2 separate regions of the Sus scrofa genome follow, and region 1 is linked to region 2. The links are chromatin contacts, called in public HiChIP or PLAC-seq maps. All regions are on one chromosome and are shown on one strand. The core of a region is the stretch at or near the end of the contact, and the rest is flanking DNA. Distances in the headings are between cores, read along the strand shown. Region 1 overlaps MAPK1 (mitogen-activated protein kinase 1). Region 2 overlaps TOP3B (DNA topoisomerase 3-beta-1).

Evidence for each region. HiChIP or PLAC-seq counts read pairs in DNA pulled down with a chosen protein or histone mark.
Region 1: a contact with region 2 is called in an H3K27ac HiChIP or PLAC-seq map of alveolar macrophages. The contact joins two enhancer-like sites. A contact is called at or near these places in 2 of 5 promoter capture datasets (fetal liver and liver) and 1 of 2 datasets of contacts at active chromatin or transcription factors (alveolar macrophages).

Annotation. Positions count from the first base shown.
Region 1 is chr14:50,151,904-50,157,816 of Sscrofa11.1, forward strand. It overlaps MAPK1 (mitogen-activated protein kinase 1), which reads left to right. Exons shown (of 9, transcript NM_001198922.1): 7 at 4,981-5,090. Among named protein-coding and RNA genes, the nearest start is that of YPEL1, 36 kb to the right of the region's middle. Within about 2 kb of position 1,993, at least 10 of the 83 cell types and tissues checked have an H3K27ac peak or open chromatin away from gene starts, as enhancers often do. A contact at or near this core is called in alveolar macrophages, where this site is marked.
Region 2 is chr14:50,023,202-50,029,099 of Sscrofa11.1, forward strand. TOP3B (DNA topoisomerase 3-beta-1) reads left to right here. Exons shown (of 19, transcript XM_021072739.1): 3 at 787-972; 4 at 1,878-2,009; 5 at 2,997-3,103; 6 at 3,814-3,888; 7 at 4,944-5,140; 8 at 5,563-5,719. The coding sequence starts at 903. Among named protein-coding and RNA genes, the nearest start is that of TOP3B, 5.7 kb to the left of the region's middle. Within about 2 kb of position 3,115, at least 5 of the 83 cell types and tissues checked have an H3K27ac peak or open chromatin away from gene starts, as enhancers often do. A contact at or near this core is called in alveolar macrophages, where this site is marked.

The DNA of each region.
Region 1 (5,913 bases), core at 743-3,242, 130 kb after region 2:
TGGATTTTAACAGATGGGTACAGTCCTGTAACTTCCACCACAGATAAGATATGGAGTGTTTCCATCATCCCCAGAAGTTGCTTCCTGCCCCTTTGTAATCAGCTCCCTTGCCAGGTCCCTAACCGTGTCTACTCTGATCTCTGTCCCAATAGCTTGGCCTTTTCCAGAATGTCATAGCAATTCAGTGATGTCATATGTAGCCTTTGATATCTGGACTCTTCCACTCAGTATCATGCATGTGAGATTTAAGTTTGTACTGGTGCCTGTCAGTCTCCTCAGCAAATGGTGCTGGAACATTTGTGTGCAATAAAATAAATAAATAAATAACATAGACCTAAATATAAGGACTACAACTATTCAGCTCTGAGAAGAGAATAGGATAGAGTCTTTGTGACCTTAAGTTAGGTGAAGATTTCTTAGATATGATACCAAGAACATGTTCCATTTAAAAAAACAGTGATACATTCGACTTTAGCAGCATAGGAATCAGGAGGAGGAGAGATCCTCAGAGAATCTGTGGGGTCTAAGTCATTTGAGTCTCTGGAGGGCAGTTTGGCAGTTGTGTCACATGTCTTTTATTCCAACAGTTCTGGGTATTGAACCTTTTTGGGTTTGCCAACCAAGTAAGGGAGAAGTGGCATTTTTGTTTTTCTTTAATTAAAAGTGAGGGTGAATATGAATATTTTTTCACGTGTTTGTTAGAAATTTTCTGACTGCTTAGTCCCTTGAACCAGTAGTATTGTAGATTTCTCTCCAAAATTACTCCAGTGAGGTGGAAGAAATGATTATTATTCAGCAGATGGTACTGGGCTAGTTGAATAGCTTTTTGGAAGAAAATCAGTTTAAATCATTACTCACACATCAAAGTGATTCCCAAGAGAATGCATAAAATACTTTTTAAAAAATCATAGTTTAAAAACTAACAATATTTGGAGTTCCCATCATGGCTCAGTGAAAACGAATCTGACTAGCATCCATGAGGATGCAGGTTCGATCTCTGGCCTCACTGAGTGGGTTAAGGATCCACCGTTGCCATGAGCTGTGGTGTAGGATGTGCCGAGAGAAGTGTGGGTCAGCAGGCAGGAAGGGGGATCCACGTGTGGGTAGAGAAGGGCTGAGAAGTCTCTCCCAGAGCTGCTGGGGGCCTCAGTGAGATGAAGAGTCTTGAGTTCTTGGCAGAGTGCTCCTTAGGCCTCTGAGGTCCCAAATTCTTCCAGGGGGTCGTGAGCTTAAAACCACTTTCTTAACAGCACTTGAATGTTTTTTACTCTTTCTCTCTGCCCACCTGCCTTGGAGCAGAGGGAGACTGCCAGCACCTGAGCTTTTGAGAGTCTGGCTCTGAGATCAGAAAGCTGGAGAAGCACTGCAGCGGTGGCTTAGTCCGCAAGGCGGCCATTCTCTCTGGCCCTGCTCAGAACTTCTAGTTGAGGATGGAGTTGACAGGTGGCATCCCTGACTTGGGATGGGATTGTTGCTGGGTAGGTGAGGTGGGCACTGCTAGTCAGGTGCCCCCCCCCCCGACCTAGGTTAGAGGGAGAATGTGGCATTCTGGGGGCTGTCAGGGAGTCAGGAGTGCTGTTGGTCGTCATCCAGGCCTTGAAGAGACTTCAGTCTTTGAGGGGAAATAAAATCTGCATCCAGGGAAGCATATGCACAAGCAGCATGATTCATGCCGTCTGAGCCGTGCCAGTGGGTGGCAGAGCCGTGTGGGAGGCAGGAGGCCAGGCACTCTGACTGTAAGATCAGCACTGCCAGCTGCCTCCCATTTCTCTCTCCTTCCCCTTCTGTAGGTATGCAGTGCAGAAATAGCACTTGCACTCAGAAGAGGCTAGAGATTCAGTGATTTTTCAAATAGCCAAAAAAAAAAAGCTCTCCCTTTGAAGTTGCTTGGAGGTTTAAGGCCTGGGGTTTAACTCAAAGAAACTAAAGGGTCTGCTTTGGAGATGGTTGCCTCAGCAGAGCATCCAACTGCCTTGGAGGGCTTCCCCCATGCACTCTCAGCAGACTCAGGGCATAGGAATAATGTTGCTGGGATCTGTGGCTAGCCCTCTGGTGTCCTGACTCAGACCAAAGTATCTAATCTTATTTAAGTACATCCTGGGGCAGTGTCCTTGAGCTCTGGGGGAGGGGTTTGGGAGCAGGAAATGAGGCAGGTTTTAGTACCTGTGACAGCAGGTGTGTGGTGTGGTCTCAGGTCTACCAGGTGTTCTGTGGGACTCAGATTTGAGCCAGAGGTGCCCAACTCTTTGACCGTCATGGTGCAGTGTCCTGACACGTGGAGAGGCTCCTTGGAAGCCTACCCTCTTTGAGGCCCCAAGACCTCATGTCCTGCTGCAGGATGACACCTTCTGTTGCCCACAGTGTGCCTCAGTCTGTATCCAGATTCCTAAGAGCCACCTCTTCTCTGAAAAGTTCACTAGCCTGTGAGGCAGATGTCATTGTTCTCTGATTTCCTAAGGAATGCTTGTGAGTATGTGTTGCAAAGATTATAGATAGAGGAGTTCCCTGGTGGCCTATAGTGGTTAAGGATCTGGTGTTGTCGCTGCTGTGTTCCCTTGGCCTGGGAACTTTAGCATGCTTCAGGCATGGCCCCCCAAAAAGATGATAGGTAGAGGCAAAAATTAATTTGAAAATGTACTGTTTGTAGACAGATTCATTATGTATACTTAAAAAAATTTTTTTTAAAAATCCTACTAGAGTACCCTTGTGGTGCAGCAGGTTAAGGATCCAGCATTGTCACTCCAGTGGCTTAGATGCTGCTGTGGCTCAGGTTTGAGCTCTGGCTCAGGAATTTCCACATGCTGTGGGGTGCAGCCAAAGAAAACCTACTTTTTGTCTACACTTTCCCTTTACACACACACTTTTTTTTTTTTTTTTTTTTTTTCTGTCTTGGTCACCCCTCGGCATATAGAGTTCCTGCGACAGGTATTAGATCTAAGCCCCAGTTGTAACCTACACTGCAGTGGTAGCAGTGCCGGATCCTTTAAACCATTATGCCAGGCTGGGGATTGAACCTGTGTCCAGGAACTACAGAGACACCACTGATCCCGTTGTACCACAGCAGGAACTCCCTATACTTCACTTTCTAGACATGAGAAAAGTCTTTTGTTACATGGAATTTCTCATTTGGCCAACATTGGGTTTACCACATTGATTTATATCTACTCTTGAAGATGGATGGGCGTGGGACCCAGAGCTGAGCCCGCCTGTGCACCCTGCCAGAAACCTCAGGCTGCAGGGTGCCTCGGCCACACCTCTCTCCAGGTTGACATCCTGGCACATGAGCAGTCACCTCAGAAAGTTTACTGTCTGCTGCTCCCAAGGGGTGAATACGTTTGTCAGTGAGTAAATGACTACAGTGGTTTTCCATTACCATTCTCCTCTTACAGCTTAGTAGCTGAAGCTGCTGATTTGTAGATGGATGGGGTTGATAACCTTGTAAGAAGTTATCACTGTAAGGAACACGGCTTCATTATGTAAATGCCAGGGTTTTTTTAGCGTCCATACATTCTCCTTAATATTACCTGTGGAGTTCTCTGATACTCTAGTGGTTAGGTCTTGGCCCTCTCACTAGGGTTCAATCCCTGGTCTGGGAAATGTGACCCCACATCAAGACACTACATGCCGTAGCCAAAAAAAATTTTAAATTACCTAGTAGTTTTTATATTTGTTTCTGGGAGCCCTGGAATTCTCAGCAGTGTTCCAGCGCTGTGAGCACCACTGGTCTGAGCATCATTAGATAAGGAGAGGCATTTCTGAAAAAAAAAAAAAAAAAACCCTTTTTTACTGCTACCAGAACAGTAATGTGTATTCTTTCTCTTTGAAGCCTTCTCTTGACACTACATACAAGAAGTGTTTTGTCACATTGTCCTTCACCCTTGTCCCAGCCACTGTCAGCCACACCTTTGGGCTGTGCTCACAGCCTGAGGTGGTGCCAGGATACTCCTTCAGAGGCCCGCAGGGCAGGCCATGGAGTAGCCACCCTTCCATCTCCTTCCTGCTCATCCCCCACTTGAGAAAAAGTCGTGTTCCAGACTGACTGCCAGCCAGGTCGAGAGAGTACTTTTGGTTTTGGGCCTTGGAAAAAGATGCCGAGTAGGCCAGGGGTGCCTGTGCTTTCCACATGCCTCAGCCAGGACTGGAAGGAGGTGGCTGAAACCATGGGAGGATGGGAGCCTTTGCAGAAGGACTTTGGAGTTTGACTTAAGAGCAGTACACGTGTGGAGTTCCTGTCATGGCTCATCGGTTAACGAACCCAACTAGCATCCATGAGGATGCAGGTTCGATCCCTGGCCTCACTCAGTGGGTTAAGGATCTGGTGTTGCCGTGAGCTGTGGTTTAGGTCTCAGACTTAGCTCAGATCCAGCATTGCTGTGGCTGTGGCATAGGCCGGAAGCTACACTCCGATTCAACCCCTAGCTTGAGAACATCCATATGCTAAGGCTGCAGCCCTAAAAAAAGGAAAAAGAAGAAGGTGGAGTTCCTGTCATGGTGCAATGGTTAACAAATCCAACTAGGAACCATGTGGGTTAACGATCCGGCGTTGCTGAGAGCTGTGGTGTAGGTCACAGACGTAGCTAGGATCCTGCATTGCTGTGGCTCTGGCGTAGGCCAGCTCCGATTAGACCCCTAGCCTGGGAATCTCCATATGCCGTGGGATCGGCCCTAGAAAAGGCAAAAAGACAAAAAAAAGAAGAAGAAAAGAAAGAGCAGCACTTGTGTGAAACCTCTGCAAAGCAGAACAGTTTTTAGGCCTCTTTGCCAAGCACATCCCCTTCCTGAGCCTGGGTCTGCTGCTGTCAGAGGGTTGGATCAGGAAGCTCGCAGGTGGGGTGGGCTCCCGTGTGCTGGCTGTTCTCCCAAGGCCATGCTTGTGTTGCTCAGCTGTCCTGTGGTCGGTTATCCTGAACAGGAAGTGGGAAGTGTATCAGTGACTTTTTCCTTTGGCTTTTCACCACCACAAAACTTGTCTCTTTGTAGCTCTGGATTTACTGGACAAAATGTTGACATTCAACCCTCACAAGAGGATTGAAGTAGAGCAGGCTCTTGCCCACCCATACCTGGAGCAGTATTATGACCCAAGTGATGAGGTAAGTGCCCGCGCCACAGACTTTCCTCCAGGCCCCGACACTGGGCCAGGGGAATGGCAGGGATCTGAGGACATTGTCATGGTCTGTGAAAGGAAGAGACTCGGGGCTGCAGTGCCCACCTGCAGGTTGTGGGGGGACAGGTCAGCTGGGACAGTTCCACTTGGTGGCTTGGTGTCTCCTGTGCCTCTCTGCAGACACAGGAGCCTATGAGCAGTTACGGGCCCAGAAGTGCATGAGCGAGTCTCCGGCGCCCTCCAGGTGTCCATAGGAAGGTGCTGCATGTCAGTCATGTCCTCTATTTGACAAGTCCCAGTCCTTGGCTCTGTGCCTCCTCTAGGAGCTCACTCTTAACTTTATCCTCTGGAGGGTGACCAAGGGAAATGCAATAGAAAGCAGGAGTTCGGATCTTTCTAGTTGAGGCTAAAATGTGTAGACTATAAGCCTTCACACTCCTGTTTTTTAAAAAAGGAAAAGCATCCTGCTGTGTAGCACAGGGGAACTTTATCTAGTCACTTGTGATGGAGCGTGATGGAGGATAATGTGAGAAAAAGAATGTATGTTTATGGATGACTGGGTTACTTTGCGGAGCAGCAGAAATTGACAAAACATCGTAAGTCAACTATAATAAAAAAAATTTTAAATAGAAGCAAGTGGAATGTGTTAAAGGGGAAAATGGAAGAGGAGAGGAAAACTATAAAAGTGAAAAGCAAGTAAATGAAAAAGAGAAAGAGGAAATCAGAAAGAGAAAGCATTTATTAGTCAGCCTCCCCTTCCATAGCCTCCCCCAGAAATGGTCCTTCAGGACAGTAGGCTGCTTGTTTTT
Region 2 (5,898 bases), core at 1,865-4,364:
CAGTGGTTTTTAGGGAGAGGGCAGGGAGTCAGAGGAAGTAGACCAAGGTGGAAGCAGGAACGACCATGACTCTGGAGGGAGGAGGAGATGTCTGGGATGATGGGAGTGGACACAGATCAGGGCCCTGGGTGATGCCGACAAGTGGGCTGATTGTCAGGTAGGCGAGCCCCTCTGCAGATGGTCTGGCTGTCATTTGAGGCATCTCAACTCTTTTCTCTGAGGTGATTGTGCATGCGTGTGTGTGTGTGTGTGTGTGTGTGTGTGTGTGTCTATCTATTTATTTATTTATTATTTGGCTGTGGCTTGATGTGGGCTGTCAGTTCCCAGACCATGCAGGGATTGAACCCAGGCTTCAGCAGTGGAAGCACTGAATCCTAACCACTAGACCACCAGGGAACTCCCGAGTTTTCTGTTTCTTGCCTCATGTGTTTTTTTGTTTTTTTGTTTTTCTTTCTTTTTAGGGCCACACTTGTGGCATATGGAGGTTCCCAGGCTAGAGGTCTAATTGGAGCTGTTGCCACCGGCCTATACCAGAGCCACAGCAACACAGAATCTGAGCCGCCTCTGTGACCTACACTACGGCTCACAGCAATGCCGGATCCTTAACCCACTGAGCCAGGACAGGGATCGAATCCACAACCTCATGGTTCCTAGTTAGATTCGTTTCCAAAGCGCCACGACGGGAACTCCCTTGCCTCATGTTTGTTTTGTTGTTCAGAATGAATTTGCCTATTAGTGGTGGAAGTTCCAGTTTCAAGTGCTGTTTTCTGCATATTTTCTCTTTAGGAGTCAGCATTGGCAGCAGTAAGGGGCTGCTCTAGGGCAAAATCTGAGCTGCTTGGCTGCTGTTCCCCTGAGAGCAGTGAAGGAGTGAGGCCAGGACCTGGTGGCACTGGGACAGGATGAAGACCGTGCTCATGGTCGCAGAGAAGCCGTCCCTGGCCCAATCCATTGCCAGGATCCTCTCCCGAGGTACGAGGGACTGCTCTGCATGTCATCCCTTTCTTTTCCCAAAAGGTGACCCCTGATCGCTGGAGTAGGTTCTGTTTGGGACGTCAGGCGTGAAGGAAGCCCTTGGTCTCTTAGTCAGTTAGTCCCTGGGCTGCGATTACTGCCTCGATCAGCGCCCCACAGGTGCAGGCATGGCTGGTGGCACGTGACAGTCAGGGTTGTCTGTCACAAGCAACAGAAACCAGCCCTGCTAACTTATGCAGCATGTCCACTGGAAGGACAAAGACACAGCCAGGACCCTGCCTGTGTCGTGGGCCTTGGGAACCAGCCTCTGAACCCACCTCCCCCCACAGCTGCAGCCCATGCCCCTCTTGTCAGTCACATATCACAAGGCTGAGCTGTGGCCCCAGCCCCCACAACCCCAGGACACCCCCTGGCCCCACCCTGGCCCCTTGGTGTTTGGAGGGTGCTGGGGATACAGAGATGCCATACATCTGCCATCACCTCCCCTCAGCCCGGCTGAGGGGGAAGAAGACCCCAGGGCAGCTGGATGAGAAGTCCTGGTCTGAAGGGAAGGGGAGACCCCAGAAGTGCCTGGTCCCCGGAGGCCAAGAAAATTGAGCTGAGGGACCGTCGGGGAGTGAATTCCCAGGGTTCAACAGTTAGGGGGGCTCTGGGGAACTCTGAGTTGGGTTTGAAAGAGGCAGAAATACAGTTCAGAGTGAGCACAGGAATGCAGCAGACAAGCCCAGTGCCTGTGCATGAGCGTCCAAGGGGTGCTTCTGGCCCCCACCCACCAGTACTATGAGCGAACACAGTGCTAGGTGGTGAGCAGTGCCATTTTCCCTGAGGATCCTTATTCATGACTGCCAGGGGGACACCAGCTACAGCTTGCTGGCCTGGCCATCACCCTGCTTCTCTCACAGGAAACATGTCCTCGCACAAAGGGCTGAATGGGACGTGCTCGGTGCACGAATACACAGGGACCTTTGCTGGCCAGCCTGTCCACTTCAAGATGACATCTGTCTGTGGTCACGTGATGACCCTGGACTTTCTGGGTGAGCCCCCACTCCTGCTCACCCTCCATGGCACTGAGCCCGGAAGGTTTGTCTGAGGCCAACGGATTGAGGAGTGCTGACTTGGGTCCCCATCCCAGAGGTACCCCTCCATCGCTGTGTGCCCTGTATCCTCCTGTGCAGACTGGGGGCAGGGTGCCCACCTCAGTGGTGACCTGGCCCGGGCAGTTATGCAGAAGAGGGTTGCTGCCCCACCATTAGACCCTCGTCCTGCGGTCACTCAGTGGCTGTTACTGGGAGGCCAGCTTCAGTGACTCACTGGGGTGAAATGTAGGGCCCCAGTTGACAAGGGTCTGACCTGGACTTAGACCTTTACCCTGCTGGGGCTGCTTCTTGTGTGTGACGGGCCTGAGGACAGCATCATCACTTCCCAGGACTGTCTGCTGCCCCAGCATAGAGGGAATTGCAGTGCTGAGTGCAGGCCACTTACAGCACAGCCTCGACAGCTCTTTGCTCAGTGACTCCCACCCAGTCATGTGGCCGGGCAGTGGGACCCTGAATTGACCAGCAGCAGCAGCAGGTGGGGAGCCGGGACTTGACCTTGGCTCTGTCTGACCAGTGAGACCTAAGAGGAAGCCTGAGGGCTGGGCAAGTGATCCCTATGCCCCAAACTAGGAAGGAGGGGGTACACCAGACAGGGTCCCAGGGAGACAGATGCTCCCCAGGATCTGCTGAGCACCTGCTAAGTGCCAGCCAAGTGCTGGGTGGGGAGAGGTTACAGAACTTGGTTGCAGGAGGAGCCAGGCATGCATGAGTAGAGTGCATCTCTGGGGCCTGGTGTGGTGCCCCAGCCACAGGGAACGGCCAGGAATGACTGGAGCGGCATCGCTGCTGGGCTGCCCTGCGAGGGGTGTCAGCTCACAGCTCAGGAAGGCAGGCCCCGCTCTGGGAAGATGTTCCCTGAGCACCCCCCTTGACACACTTGAGGTGTCAAGTGTGATTCTAATGTCCTTGTGCCTGCATTTGTAGGGAAGTACAACAAGTGGGACAAGGTGGACCCTGCCGAGCTGTTCAGCCAGGCCCCGACAGAGAAGAAGGAGGCCAACCCCAAGCTGAACATGGTGAAGTTCCTACAAGTGCGTCCTCCCTGACACAGCTGGCCTGGGCACCCTGGTCACCCAACCCCCAGAGCAGGATTCTGCTTTTAAAATAGTTTGGTGGTGGTTTCCTGATTTTAAAACAAATGCACATGTGATGGAAAATTAGGAAATACAAATAGGGGAGTTCCCATTTTGGCTCAGCGGTTAAGAATCCTACATAGTCTTTGTGAGAATGCAGGTTAGATCCCTGACCTCGCTCAGTGGGTTAAGGACCCCGCATTGGTGTGAGCTGTGGTGTAGGTCACAGATGTGGCTCAGATCCCATATTCCTGTTAGGCCAGCAGCTACAGTTCTGATTGGACCCCTAGCCTGGGAATTTCCATGTGCTGTGGGTGTGGCCTTAAAAAGAAAAGAAAAAAGAAAATACACATAAGTAGGAGAAGAAAAAATTATTTATAATCATACCATCCAAGACAACCACTGTTAATAGTTAATTATCCATTTCAGCCTTTTTTCTATGCAGTTTTGGAGGTTAAGCTCACATGTCATTTGTAACCTTTTTTTTAATCGAAAAAACAATTCTGAAGTGTTTTTTTCCTGAGAGACTAAGCTAGCCCGATAAGCCAGCTCCTCAGCCCATCCCAGGCCCTGCCCTGGACTCCAGCCTCCTGATAGGGTGGAGGGACCGGGGGCAGAGTGGGGGCGGGCAGATACAAGTCCCCGTGTGTGCTGTGTGCTGTGTGCAGGTGGAGGGCAAGGGCTGCGACTATATCGTGCTGTGGCTGGACTGCGACAAGGAGGGCGAGAACATCTGCTTTGAGGTGAGGGCCCTGGGGTTCACACATCCGCTTTCCTGCCACTGTCACGCCATTTCTGGGCCACTGCCACCCTGGGGAGCCAGCACCAACTTAAAGGGAGATTCTGTAAATGCTTTAAGATGCAGGGGCTCTGCCCAGGGGAGGAAGTGTCCCTTCTCCTGCTGGGCACAGGAGCAAGCAGTGGGGCAGGATTTCCTAGATGGAGGGCTGCCTGGAGGAGAGGGTGGTTCTGGCCATGCAGGGGACTTCAGCTAGCGCTGTGACCCCCTTTCACACGCCACCCTCTTCTCACCTCCTGCCTGCTCCATCGTCTGCACCTCCCTGCCCTCCGCCTCTGCCACCCCCAGTGAGCCCTCCCTCGGGCAGGGGCCCCTCACACTCTGACACCCTAGCTCTCACCGAGGGCCTGGCACTCTCAGGAAACTTGCTCTAGCTGTTCCCAGATACTGTCCCCCACCGCCCGCCCTCCCCTGCAGGGCTGCCCCTCCCCAGGGACCTTGGTGTCTGGAGTGCAGAGTGGTGGCGGCTCATGGGCTTTCTCCCCTCAGAAACGAAGCCACTTCTTCCCCGTGAAGAAGCTGCATGGCCAGGCTCCAGCACCGACTCCCCTCCCACTGCACGGCCTTCACTAATTCTTAGTGAGTCTGGGCCCCAGGACCCCAGGACCCCGCGGTGCCCTTGCTCTAAGCCAACCTGGCCCCCTCTCCTATCCACTGCCTCCTCTTCTTTTTTCTTCTCAGTCCTTCCTCTGTCTCTGAAAGGTCTCAAGTCCACGCAGCCCTCCCTCCAGAAGGAGGGGAAGTGGTGGAGTGGGTGGCGGTGGAGGCTGAGTCCCCCCATGTCCGTGGCCAGAGCACCTCCTGGTTCGGGGTGGACACGGCCTCTGGCAGGGGGTGTTTGGGGTGGAGGGGTGTTTGGTGGAGGGGAGAGGAAGCTGAGTACAGGAGTTTCTTGGAGACTGGCCTGCTGGGAGGGGCCGCACAGGAGGCTCTGCAAGGGTGGGAGCTGCCAGGCATGCTGGTGAGAAGTTGGGCATTACAGCAGGCCACCTCCCTCAGGTCCTGGATGCAGTGCTGCCTGTCATGAACCAGGCCCATGGCAGCGAGAAGACAGTGTTTCGAGCCCGGTTCAGCTCCATCACGGACACAGACATCTGCAACGCCATGGCCCACTTGGGCGAGCCCGACCACAACGAGGCGCTCTCGGTGGATGCGCGGCAGGAGCTGGACCTGCGCATTGGCTGTGCCTTCACCAGGTGCGCCCGGCCACTGCCCTGGCCAATCCCGGGCTGCACCCTCGGCCTTATTGGCCTTGGGAGGTGGCGCATTTTCAGTTCCCTGAGGAAATAGTCTCTAGCTGAGGCAGATGACAGATGCCCCCCTCTCCCTGACAAGTATAGTGGGTGGGTCTTGAGGGGGTGAGGGGCCTGGAGTGAGATCAGAGGGCTTCCTGCTTCTGGAAGGTCAGAGCCTCTACTCTTTCCTGCCTTCCTGTCAGCGCACATGTAGCTCACTCCACCCACCCACACCTTCTCTACCCCTATGCCGGGTGGGTCCTTTTACCCCACCTCCTGAGCAATGAGCAGCTGCTTTGGGCCTCCTTCCGCACTGCCAGCCAGCCCCCTGCCTGCCTCCCATGGTGCTTGAGGGGACACATGTCCACCCCCCATCCCCATAGGTTCCAGACCAAATACTTCCAGGGGAAATATGGCGACCTGGACAGCTCGCTCATCTCCTTCGGGCCGTGCCAGACCCCCACCTTGGGCTTCTGTGTGGAGAGACACGATAAGATCCAGTCCTTCAAACCAGAGACCTACTGGGTGCTGCAGGCCAAGGTTGGCTTCCCTGTGGCTTCACATTGGGGCTCTCCAAGCTTGGGTGTGGACTCTGAGCATCTCCGTCATCGTTGTCATAGTCCTCAGGCTAAGGGCACAGGTGTTTGCAGCTGACTGAGCAGGCCATGTCATGGGTGCCAGGGACAGGCCCCAGCCTTCATGAAGGTGGCAAGACAAGG